3 separate regions of the Mus musculus genome follow, and all the other regions are linked to region 1. The links are chromatin contacts, called in public HiChIP or PLAC-seq and Micro-C maps. All regions are on one chromosome and are shown on one strand. Each heading gives the region's core, a stretch centred on a gene start, on an enhancer-like site or on the middle of the called end of the contact. The rest is flanking DNA. Distances are from core to core; before and after follow the strand shown.

Region 1 (2,946 bases), core at 152-2,651:
ATATACATAGCTTTAAAAGTTTGCTCAATTGGAAAGAAGAATAAAACTATTATGAAATTTGCAGGAGAACAGGTAGACCTGGGAAGTAGCTTATTAAGCGACGTGGCCCAGACTCCAAAAGAGAAGACTCGCACACTCCTTCACATATGCTGTAGTGGTTTGTATGTGTTTGGCCCAGGGAATAGCACTGTTAGAAGGTGTGGCAGGAAGTTGTTGGAGGAAGTATGTCATTGTGGGTGTGGGTTTTAAGACCCTCATCCTAGCTCCCTGGAAGCCAGTCTTCTATTGGCCTTCAGATGAAGATGTAGAACTCTCAGCTCCTCCTGGGCCATGCCTGCCTGGATGCTGCCATGCTTCCACCTTGATGATAATGGACTGAACCTCTGAAACTGTAAGCCAGCCCTAATTAAATGTTGTCCTTACAAGAGTTGCCTTGGTCATGGTGTCTGTTCTCAGCAGCAAAACCTTAACTAAGACATATGTAGATCCTAACTTTTATTGTTATAGATATGTAAAAAGGGTGTGTGTGTGTCTGACAGGGGTATAGACTATGGAACTAGCAAGGAGTCCTCAAGAGGGAAACAGGAGGTGTTGAGGAAGTGGGTGTGGCCACAAAAAGTCACATGTGATGGAAGCAGGAAGTTACAAGGGGGAAGGAGGAAATGAGAGAAGCAGGGAAACAAACAAACACAAATTTGTTTGGAAAGTGCCATAATGAGACCCAGTAGTAAGAAAAAACTTTTTGAGAAGTCAGTTGTCTGTGTAAGGGCCAATTGCGCATTAAAAGAATACATAAAAGGCCCTGGAATCATCACTGTGACTGTCCTCAAAGCCTGATTTGCTGTAAGCCGAGCCATGAATAAGATTATCATGGACTGAGCCATGTTTCAACAATTAGAAGCTCTGGGAGTCACTGTATTTGGGGAAATGGCCTTTGAAGAGGTAAAAGTGTGGCACTAGGGTACACCCTAAACATCATGATTAGTGGCCCACTAAGAGGTTATAACGTTGACAGGCACAGAAAAGGAACCTTCTTGGTGACACAAGATGAGCCATTTGTAAGCCAGGGGATGTCCCCCCTAGCAGACACCTTGCTCTTGAGTATATTCCCTCAGGCCAGAAAAGTACAATTTGGTTATTTCAGTCCCTAACTTGGTGGCCAGATCTAAGAGTGAAGTAGTGAGGGAGAGAAGTTGGGGTTCTCTCAAGGGAGGGTGCCATAACTGCCCCAGGAACTGACCAGTGACAGCCAGGCAGAGAATAGAGCTGGGTTCATATGGAAAGGCTCCTCTGAGCCCACTGTAGTAATGGTAGCAGCTGCAAGCCCCAGCTGAGTGCAACCTTACTCCAGCCTCCCATGTACATAAGCAAGTCTTGGGCAACTGTGGAGACAGAGACGCAGAGGTCAGAGAACAGGGTATGTAACCACTCTGTCAAGAGCTGTCTGGACTGTCAGCATCCACACAGCATGCGTGAGTCTCAGATGTGGAAATCAGAGCACGACCAAAGGTGAAGTGGGGTCTCCCGATCAGGCCCCTCCAAATTCACATCCCATCCTCGCCCTCTTGCCACCCCCTAAACTCCTCTAGCCCTGCTTCTGGAATATGAAAACCCAGAGCTAAGTAGTCTCTGAGGTTCCTTTTTGTACTAAAATTCTATGGTTTTGATTCATAATGGTGACTCATGCTGAGTCAACAGGGAAAAGGTTAGAGTGTGTTCTGCAAATTCCGCTCAAGAAAACAGGCAAGCATGCACTCCATTGTACAAACGCTTCGGAGCTGAAAACTGCTTTGTTGTTGATCCAAGGAACACTTAGATCCTGGGAGAACTGACTTCAGCTGGGCTGGTCCCTGTGCAGTACTCACAGAATTGACTGCAAGCCAGGCTGCCTCTGCAGAGCCCTCTGCTCAGTGCCATGAGACTACCTACCGTAGGCTTCAACAATCAGACAATGCTGTTGGTATGAAAAAGCAGATGACGTTAGTGTACAATAGCATTTAAATGTGGCTTCTGTAGCAGTACTTTTTCTTAAAAAAAAAAAAAGAAAGAAAGAAAAGAAAAAGAAAAGAAAAGAAAAGAAAGAACAGAAAGAAAAAAAAAACCTGAAAAAAATACATCTGCAAGAAAGAATGGTTTACTTTGGCTCATAGTCTAGCAGTCCAGTCCAGTAGAGTGGAGGAGGCAAGATGGCAGGCAAGAGTGGGGCAGCTGGTTACATTGTATCCACAGTCAGGAAGCAGAGGTAGAGAGATGAAAGCTGATATTCAGCTTGAGTTCTTGTTCTTATTCAGTCTGGGCCCCCAGCTCATGGAACAGAGTTGCCCACTGTCTTAGGGTTTTACTGCTGTGAACAGACACCATGACCAAGGCAAGTCTTATAAAAAACAACATTTAATTGGGGCTGGCTTACAGGTTCAGAGGTTCAGTCCATTATCATCAAGGTGGGAGCATGGCAGCATCCAGGCAGGCATGGTGCAAGAGGAGCTGAGAGTTCTACATCTTCATCTAAAGGCCAATAGGAGAAGACTGGCTTCCAGGGAGCTAGGATGAGGGTCTTAAAGCTCACACCCACAATGACAAGGCCACACCTTCTAATAGTGCTATTCCCTGGGCCAAGCATATACAAACTGACACACCCACATTCAGGTAAATCCTATCACCTCAGCCCAATCCAGAGCGTCCCTCCAGACCCTGGTGACTTGTCCCCTAGGTGACTGTATTAGTCTGGGTTCTCTAGAGTCACAGAACTTATGGAATGTCTCTCTATATTAAGGGAATTTATTATGATGACTTACAGTCTATAGTCCAACTAACCCAACAATGGACAGCTGTGGATGGGAAGTCCAAGAATCTAGTAGTTGCTCAGTCCCACAAGGCTAGTTGTTTCAGCTGGTCTTGTGTAGAGGTAGGTTCCAACAGATGTGCTGGCAAGTCAATGCAAGCAGA
Region 2 (2,946 bases), core at 248-2,747, 110 kb after region 1:
CAGTGATGGGAATAGACTCTTTTTTTTCCCTAGAGCTGAGGACCGCAAACCCAGGGCCTTGCGCTTGCACTGAGCTAAATCCCCAACCCCCGGGAATACAGACTCTTGAGTCACCTCTAGTTGAAGCCCTAGATTCTCACAACCCACTAGGGCAGCCTTCTCCACCAGCTACCAAAGGCCAAGTGCTAACACTCACTTGTGTCTCACAGGAGAACCACAAACAGGAAGTGCACCCAAGAATGCAGCTATGATTGATTGGCTGGGTGAGACTGACCACCCACCCAGCCCAGTAGCTGCCCTGGTAGACCCAACAGCACCTCTGTGGGTGGTAGTGTGGGTCATTCTGTAATTCCTGAGCACTCCATATGTAATTTTTGCAAGATCCAGTATAGAATCTTAAAAATAAGTTTTAACTTCCAGAAAGAAGAGCTTAATTTGCCCGTGGAAGTTTTGTGTTTGGATCCATTTGCTCTCATCAGAGATTAAAGTGAGGTCAGGCAGGAATGTCCCTTCCTGTTCCCTGGAGTCTGACGTCTAGTGTGGACACAGGGCAGTGAGCTACTAGGGTGGACTATGACCCCAAAGATGGTTTGGTTATCAGGGTGACAGGCACAAGAGTAAGATCATCTCTAATCAGGCAGTTTACTCCCTCATCTGAGACTTTAAAGTTACTCCATGCTGAGAAGAAAAAGCTGGGTGTAGATGTAGGTGAGGCCTCCTCAGAAGTTTACCTCAGGGCCCCAAGCATGATAGAAATGCTACGAGTCTTAGCCATGAAGACACTGAGTGGAAGATAGGAAAAGGGGAGAGAAGGGAGTGGGTGATGTGAAATGCCTGCTCTTCCCTTCAGGCAGCGAAGGCTTAGGACCTTAATAGACAGCTGTCAAAAAAGTGCTCAGCTGCCTACAACGGTCCACACTGCCGGTGTGGGTGGGTGAGCATCCATCTCAGTCAGGGAGCGTCTCAGTCGATTCCATAGTGGAGAGTAAAAATACGAATGGTGGCGGTGGTCAGGGTGCCGAGTGGGTAAAGGGCTTGCCAGGCAAGTATGGGACCTGAGTGTGTATCCCCATAACTTCCGTGCAGCTCAGGACACGTAGTGCGAGTGTCTGGAATTCTACTGCTCCTACGGGGAGGTGAGCAGTGGAGACTGGAGAGTCCCCAGACACTCGTGGGCCGTCTAACCTGGCACGTACAACCGACAAACAACAAGATGCTCTGCCTCAAACAATGTAGAAGGCAGGGACTGATACCTGGAGTTGTCCCCTGGCCTCCATGTGTCTGCATTCTGCATTCATGCACATGAATGTGCTCTCTCTCTCTCTCTCTCTTTCTCTCTCTCTCACACACAGAGAAAGAGAGAGAGAGACAGACACAGACAGACAGACAGACAAGTCCAGCAAAGTGAAAGTCATTTTGCATCTCCCTGACTCATTAGATTCCCAAGTTCCCCACCCCACCCCTGGTGCCCACACAGTGTGGTCATGGAGCAACTGTTGGAGACTAACCACAGCTACCCTGGCCTGAGGAGTTTGGCTATTTCCAGCCGCAGAGATGAATAAGAGCATCCATTTGAGCCAAGTTGATTTCCCAGCTTCCCCTGCTCCCCATGCCAGCTATGGGGCTCCTCAAACTCTGCTGGCCTCTGCTCGCTAGTCTGTCACGTCATGAATCTTGCTGGCCTTGCCTGTACGAACTCAGTGGCTTTGCTGATGGGTTGATCTGTGGGATGGTATTCTATAGACTTGCCAGACAGAACTTCAGGTTGGGCTTGGTGAACACACAGATGTCAATCATCTAGGAGGGCTGTGGTCCATGAGAGAGTATCCTCAAGCATCTGTGCACATCTGCAGACCCCTGTCCATGGAGCAGCCCACCCAGGGATGAGTCAATGCAGTGGGAAAGAGGAAGGACTCCAAGCCCAAAGGCTTTGGCTTTGTAGCCTTTGGTATGGCTGGCTATTCCTTCCCCATAAGAGCTCCAAGAGCCATGTCTCCTTCACAGATACCCTGAGGTGGTTCTTCTATTTCAGAACTCCAAAGTCCTGGCCAAGAAAGAACTGGCTTATGTCCCAATCATTGGCTGGATGTGGTACTTCGTGGAAATGATCTTTTGCACACGCAAGTGGGAGCAAGATCGGCAGACGGTTGCCAAGAGCCTGCTGCACCTCCGGGACTACCCAGAGAAGTATCTGGTACGTAGGCAAAAGAGCCGTGTGCTGTCTGGCTCCTGTGGAATTATGTGTGGCTACCACACATAGGAGTCACTTTAGGACTCTTCTGCGGGTGACCACTGAATTGAGTATGACCTGGAATGACATGTGACCTGAGGGCACTTTGGGGCTGACCTGGCGTCAAGTGTGACTATGAACTTCTTTGGCACTGTGGCCTCTGGTTGAGCTTGGGGTTGTGTGAGCGTGGGATCCTCCTGTGTGACCATTCATTATCTTTTGCTTTTCAGTTCCTGATCCACTGTGAGGGCACACGGTTCACAGAGAAGAAACACCAAATCAGCATGCAGGTGGCCCAAGCCAAGGGGCTGCCCAGCCTCAAACACCACCTGCTGCCGCGCACCAAAGGCTTTGCTATTACTGTGAAGTGCTTGCGAGATGTTGGTAAGGATGCTGGCTAAACAGGGGATCTTTGAGGCTAGGTGGGACCTGGGACAAGAGGCAGGTTCCAGTCTGGTTGGGCACCTCACGTTTCTGCATCCCAGTGAATACTTCCCTCTGCTGGTCAACGGCGGTACTGCACTGTGAGTGCAGAAGGTGCAGGCTCCCTGGAGGACCCCTGAGATGGCCTGGCCATGGAGCTGCAGTCTTTGAGGCCATCTCTTGCTTGTCTATTGCTGACAACCACCTGTAGATGATCTGACCTGTACTCTAGGGCAGCTGACCCATGAGTCTGGAGTCTTAAGCCAGTGTAGATAAAAAGCAGAAGGCAGCAG
Region 3 (2,946 bases), core at 204-2,703, 68 kb after region 1:
GAGGCGGCAAGGGGCTAGCTAGCTAGTCGCTCTTCTGGTCGTTATGTTTGCTATGGCTTTCAGGTGTTGGCTAGTGTTGGCTCTGAGCCTGTGTATCCATTGCTGGTTTAGCCACAGAGCCAGCTGCCTTTTAATAGGCTCAGTTCTTGAGACATGGAGCTGGGGTGGCTTTAAGGCCACCTAGCAAGTAAAAGATCTGAACTTTCAAAACAATTTTCATCTGCTTCTTGATATATGTAGATACCATGTTTTATGGGGGCTTTTCAAAGAGACCCTTTTTTTTTTTAGTTTTCCAAGACAGGGTTTCTCTGTATAGTCCTGGAACTCACTCTTTAGACCAGGCTGGCCTCGAACTCAGAAATCCGCCTGCCTCTGCCTCCCAAGTGCTGGGATTAAAGGCGTGCGCCACCACGCCGGGCAAAAGAGACTGTTCTTAAAGCAGACATCTGCCAGGACCAACTCAAGCACGACTGCCCTTGTCTCAGGCCCCAGGTGGTAACAAGGTGCTTGCCCCTGCTCAGTAGGTATTTTGGTTTTTGTGTGTGTTTTCTTTAGTTGTTGTTTTTAGACAGGGCTTCATGTATTCCAGGCTAAGGCAGCTTTTCTGTTCTGATCCTTTTAGTTCTGTCTCCCAAATTCTGGGATTACAGGCATGAGCCACAAAAAACAATTTAGTTATTGGTGGGGCTGGAACCCAGGGCTTCACGCCTGGTAGACCACTAACTGAGCTACACCCCCAAACCCTCAGCAGGTGTTAACAGTATTGGAGTTTATTTGGGCAGGCACACCTGGAAGGCTGTGCTGAGAATCCAATCTCATGGAGACTTTTAGACTCAAATTATGGTAAACTGAGGCACAGTTGGATTATAGGTACACACAGAATGGTGCAGAGCAAGCAACAGCCCAGTCCCACTGTGTAGGATGAGTAGTTCTATGAGCCCCTGAAGCTGTACCACAAGCCAGGTATGAAAGTATGGTGTGTGTGTCTATGTCTGTGTCTGGTATGTATGTGTGTCTGGTGAATGTGTGATGGGTATATGGTATGTGTGTGTGTACATACATACACACATGTATATGTACATGTATGTGAGTGTGTACCTGTGTATGTATGTGAACATGTGTGGTGGTGGTGGTTTGTGTGTGTGTGTGTGTGTGTGTCTCTGTGTGTACATGAGTGTGCGGTGTGTGTATGTGTACATTTGTGTGTATTTCTCATATGAATCTCTTACCCTTGGTAAAAGAAATGACTTTACACTTTAAGGAGGGAATTTACACTGTAAAGTGTACAATTACGTCCACTAAAAAACCAGCAAACCTGGGAGTGCAGCTGACATACGGCGTGCTGTGAGCTGATGGCTGGCTCCAGTGAGCAGGTTGCCTTAGCTGTTGCTGTGGTTTAGAAAGGAATGAGCTGTCCTCAGGCTCATTTGGGTTGGGCGGTGCTGAGCTCCACTGGCAGCTTGGGTTACAGCTTTCAGTTCAGGCTTGGAGTATGAGTTTGGTGCCCTGGATGTGGTCTAGAGAAGCTGAAGTTGCCAGAAAAGAAACCTTAGGGCATCTCCTTACATTTCTTGTGCCATTTCAATCTTCTGAGTTGGAGTAAATCATTTAATATATTTTATAAATTATGTAAAGCGCATTTTTACCTTAATAAAATTTGCATATGCCAGCCATACATACTTAATTCTTCGTAAAGAATGAAAACTACTTGAAGAGCATTGTGGTTAGCCTGTGGCATTTTGTTTTCATAAACCAGAGAGAGAAATGAAGAGACTTAATTTGAAGTAGAGTAGGTGAAGAGTTCTCAACAGGCCCTGGCCCCTCTCAGCAAAACACAGTTTCCTGTTTTCCTCCACTTCGCCTTGTCTTAGATCCTGAGGGGAGGGGAGGCATTTCCAATCCTTCGAGGAGGCCTTCCTTCCTGGCCTGATGCCAGGTTCCCAGGAAGGAAGGGGGTTATTGGAGAAGAGAATTCCCGACCTCACTCAGATCCCAGGAATGCGTGTCAGCCGCTTAACTTAAATGTGCAGTATCCCACTCCGCATCCCCAGACAGTGCGTGCGTGCGTGCGTGCGTAGTATGAGGAGCGCTGAGCCCACCAAGCCTGCCCGGTGTTGAAGCTCCCTTTGGAGGTTGTGTGCAGCTGTTTAGGGGAGACCAGCTGTGGGCCCCCCAGGAGAAGGGGTTCTTAGTATGGACTTAAGAGAGCCCTGTTCTAAAACCTCAAGACTCCATCACTTTACCTGAGGCTTGGCTTTGTTTTGTTTTTATTTTTCATTGTGAGACAAGGAAATACATCTCGACATGTTGCAAAAACAGAAAGGGAGGTGAAGGTGGCCTCAAGGTTATTTCCTACCCAGTCAGACAGGCACACACTGTCTGACGGCACGAAGCCTTCATGCTTTTCAGGGAGCCCTGACAACCAGGAATGTGTACAGAGGAATTGTGAGGGTGTCGGGGTGTGGGACGGTGGAGGAGTGTGGGAAGAGGCAGATGCTGGAGAGCCCCAGGCAGATGGCTGGGAGTTATCAGAGCTGCGTTCCTGTGTTGAAGGATGCTCTATGGGAGTAGTCCTCCCTGGCAGCGTTCTCTGCACCTCAGTAGGTACCTGAAGAGGGCTCCCCAAAAGATGAATTCAGAGGTCTCATGATAGGCTCTACCCTAGATGAAGCAAGGCCTCTGTTCAGTTCCATGAAGCTGGGCATGAACGTGACGGGTTTCTTCAACATGGTCGCCTTGTTCCTACGCTCACAAGCCATAGAAATCAGCCTAGGTCGGCATGCTTACGGGGTAGAAGGTTGTACCTGCTGTTGTTCTGTTGAAAGGATCCCTTGACGCCTTGAAAACATTCTTATGAGATTAAACCCTTGGTATGTAACAAAAGAGTCAGGCTTAGTTCAGATGTGTAGAAAGAAAAAGGGGTAAGCATATGAGAGGCCAAGGGAG

What was found. A called contact is a pair of places that touch in the nucleus more often than the background predicts. HiChIP or PLAC-seq counts read pairs in DNA pulled down with a chosen protein or histone mark.
Region 2: an HNF4G HiChIP or PLAC-seq map of pancreatic cancer cells shows a contact between it and region 1. The contact joins two enhancer-like sites. A contact is called at or near these places in 2 of 39 promoter capture datasets (the C10 cell line and embryonic stem cells), 7 of 15 datasets of contacts at CTCF or cohesin (CD8 T cells, the G1E-ER4 cell line, the NIH/3T3 cell line and 3 more), 146 of 484 Hi-C or Micro-C datasets (the 63-12 cell line, the AML12 cell line, B cells and 71 more), 18 of 115 datasets of contacts at active chromatin or transcription factors (the HPC-7 cell line, the NIH/3T3 cell line, bone marrow-derived dendritic cells and 8 more) and 6 of 9 other capture datasets (adipose tissue, embryonic stem cells, embryonic tail and 3 more).
Region 3: a Micro-C map of muscle stem cells shows a contact between it and region 1, with 6 times the contacts expected there. The contact joins two enhancer-like sites. A contact is called at or near these places in 8 of 484 Hi-C or Micro-C datasets (the C10 cell line, effector CD8 T cells, muscle stem cells and 3 more), 4 of 115 datasets of contacts at active chromatin or transcription factors (double positive thymocytes, embryonic fibroblasts and embryonic stem cells) and 2 of 9 other capture datasets (adipose tissue and liver).

What each region holds. Positions count from the first base shown.
Region 1 is chr17:12,093,625-12,096,570 of GRCm38.p6, forward strand. No RefSeq gene overlaps it. Among named protein-coding and RNA genes, the nearest start is that of Agpat4, 24 kb to the right of the region's middle. Within about 2 kb of position 1,402, at least 91 of the 459 cell types and tissues checked have an H3K27ac peak or open chromatin away from gene starts, as enhancers often do. A contact at or near this core is called in the C2C12 cell line, the HL-1 cell line, the NIH/3T3 cell line and 5 more, where this site is marked.
Region 2 is chr17:12,208,179-12,211,124 of GRCm38.p6, forward strand. It overlaps Agpat4 (1-acylglycerol-3-phosphate O-acyltransferase 4 (lysophosphatidic acid acyltransferase, delta)), which reads left to right. Exons shown (of 9, transcript NM_026644.2): 4 at 2,033-2,194; 5 at 2,461-2,614. Among named protein-coding and RNA genes, the nearest start is that of Gm46605, 55 kb to the right of the region's middle. Within about 2 kb of position 1,498, at least 50 of the 459 cell types and tissues checked have an H3K27ac peak or open chromatin away from gene starts, as enhancers often do. A contact at or near this core is called in the C2C12 cell line, the HL-1 cell line, the NIH/3T3 cell line and 4 more, where this site is marked.
Region 3 is chr17:12,161,613-12,164,558 of GRCm38.p6, forward strand. The region is part of intron 2 of Agpat4 (1-acylglycerol-3-phosphate O-acyltransferase 4 (lysophosphatidic acid acyltransferase, delta)); the gene reads left to right. Among named protein-coding and RNA genes, the nearest start is that of Agpat4, 44 kb to the left of the region's middle. Within about 2 kb of position 1,454, at least 87 of the 459 cell types and tissues checked have an H3K27ac peak or open chromatin away from gene starts, as enhancers often do. A contact at or near this core is called in embryonic fibroblasts, muscle stem cells and myocytes, where this site is marked.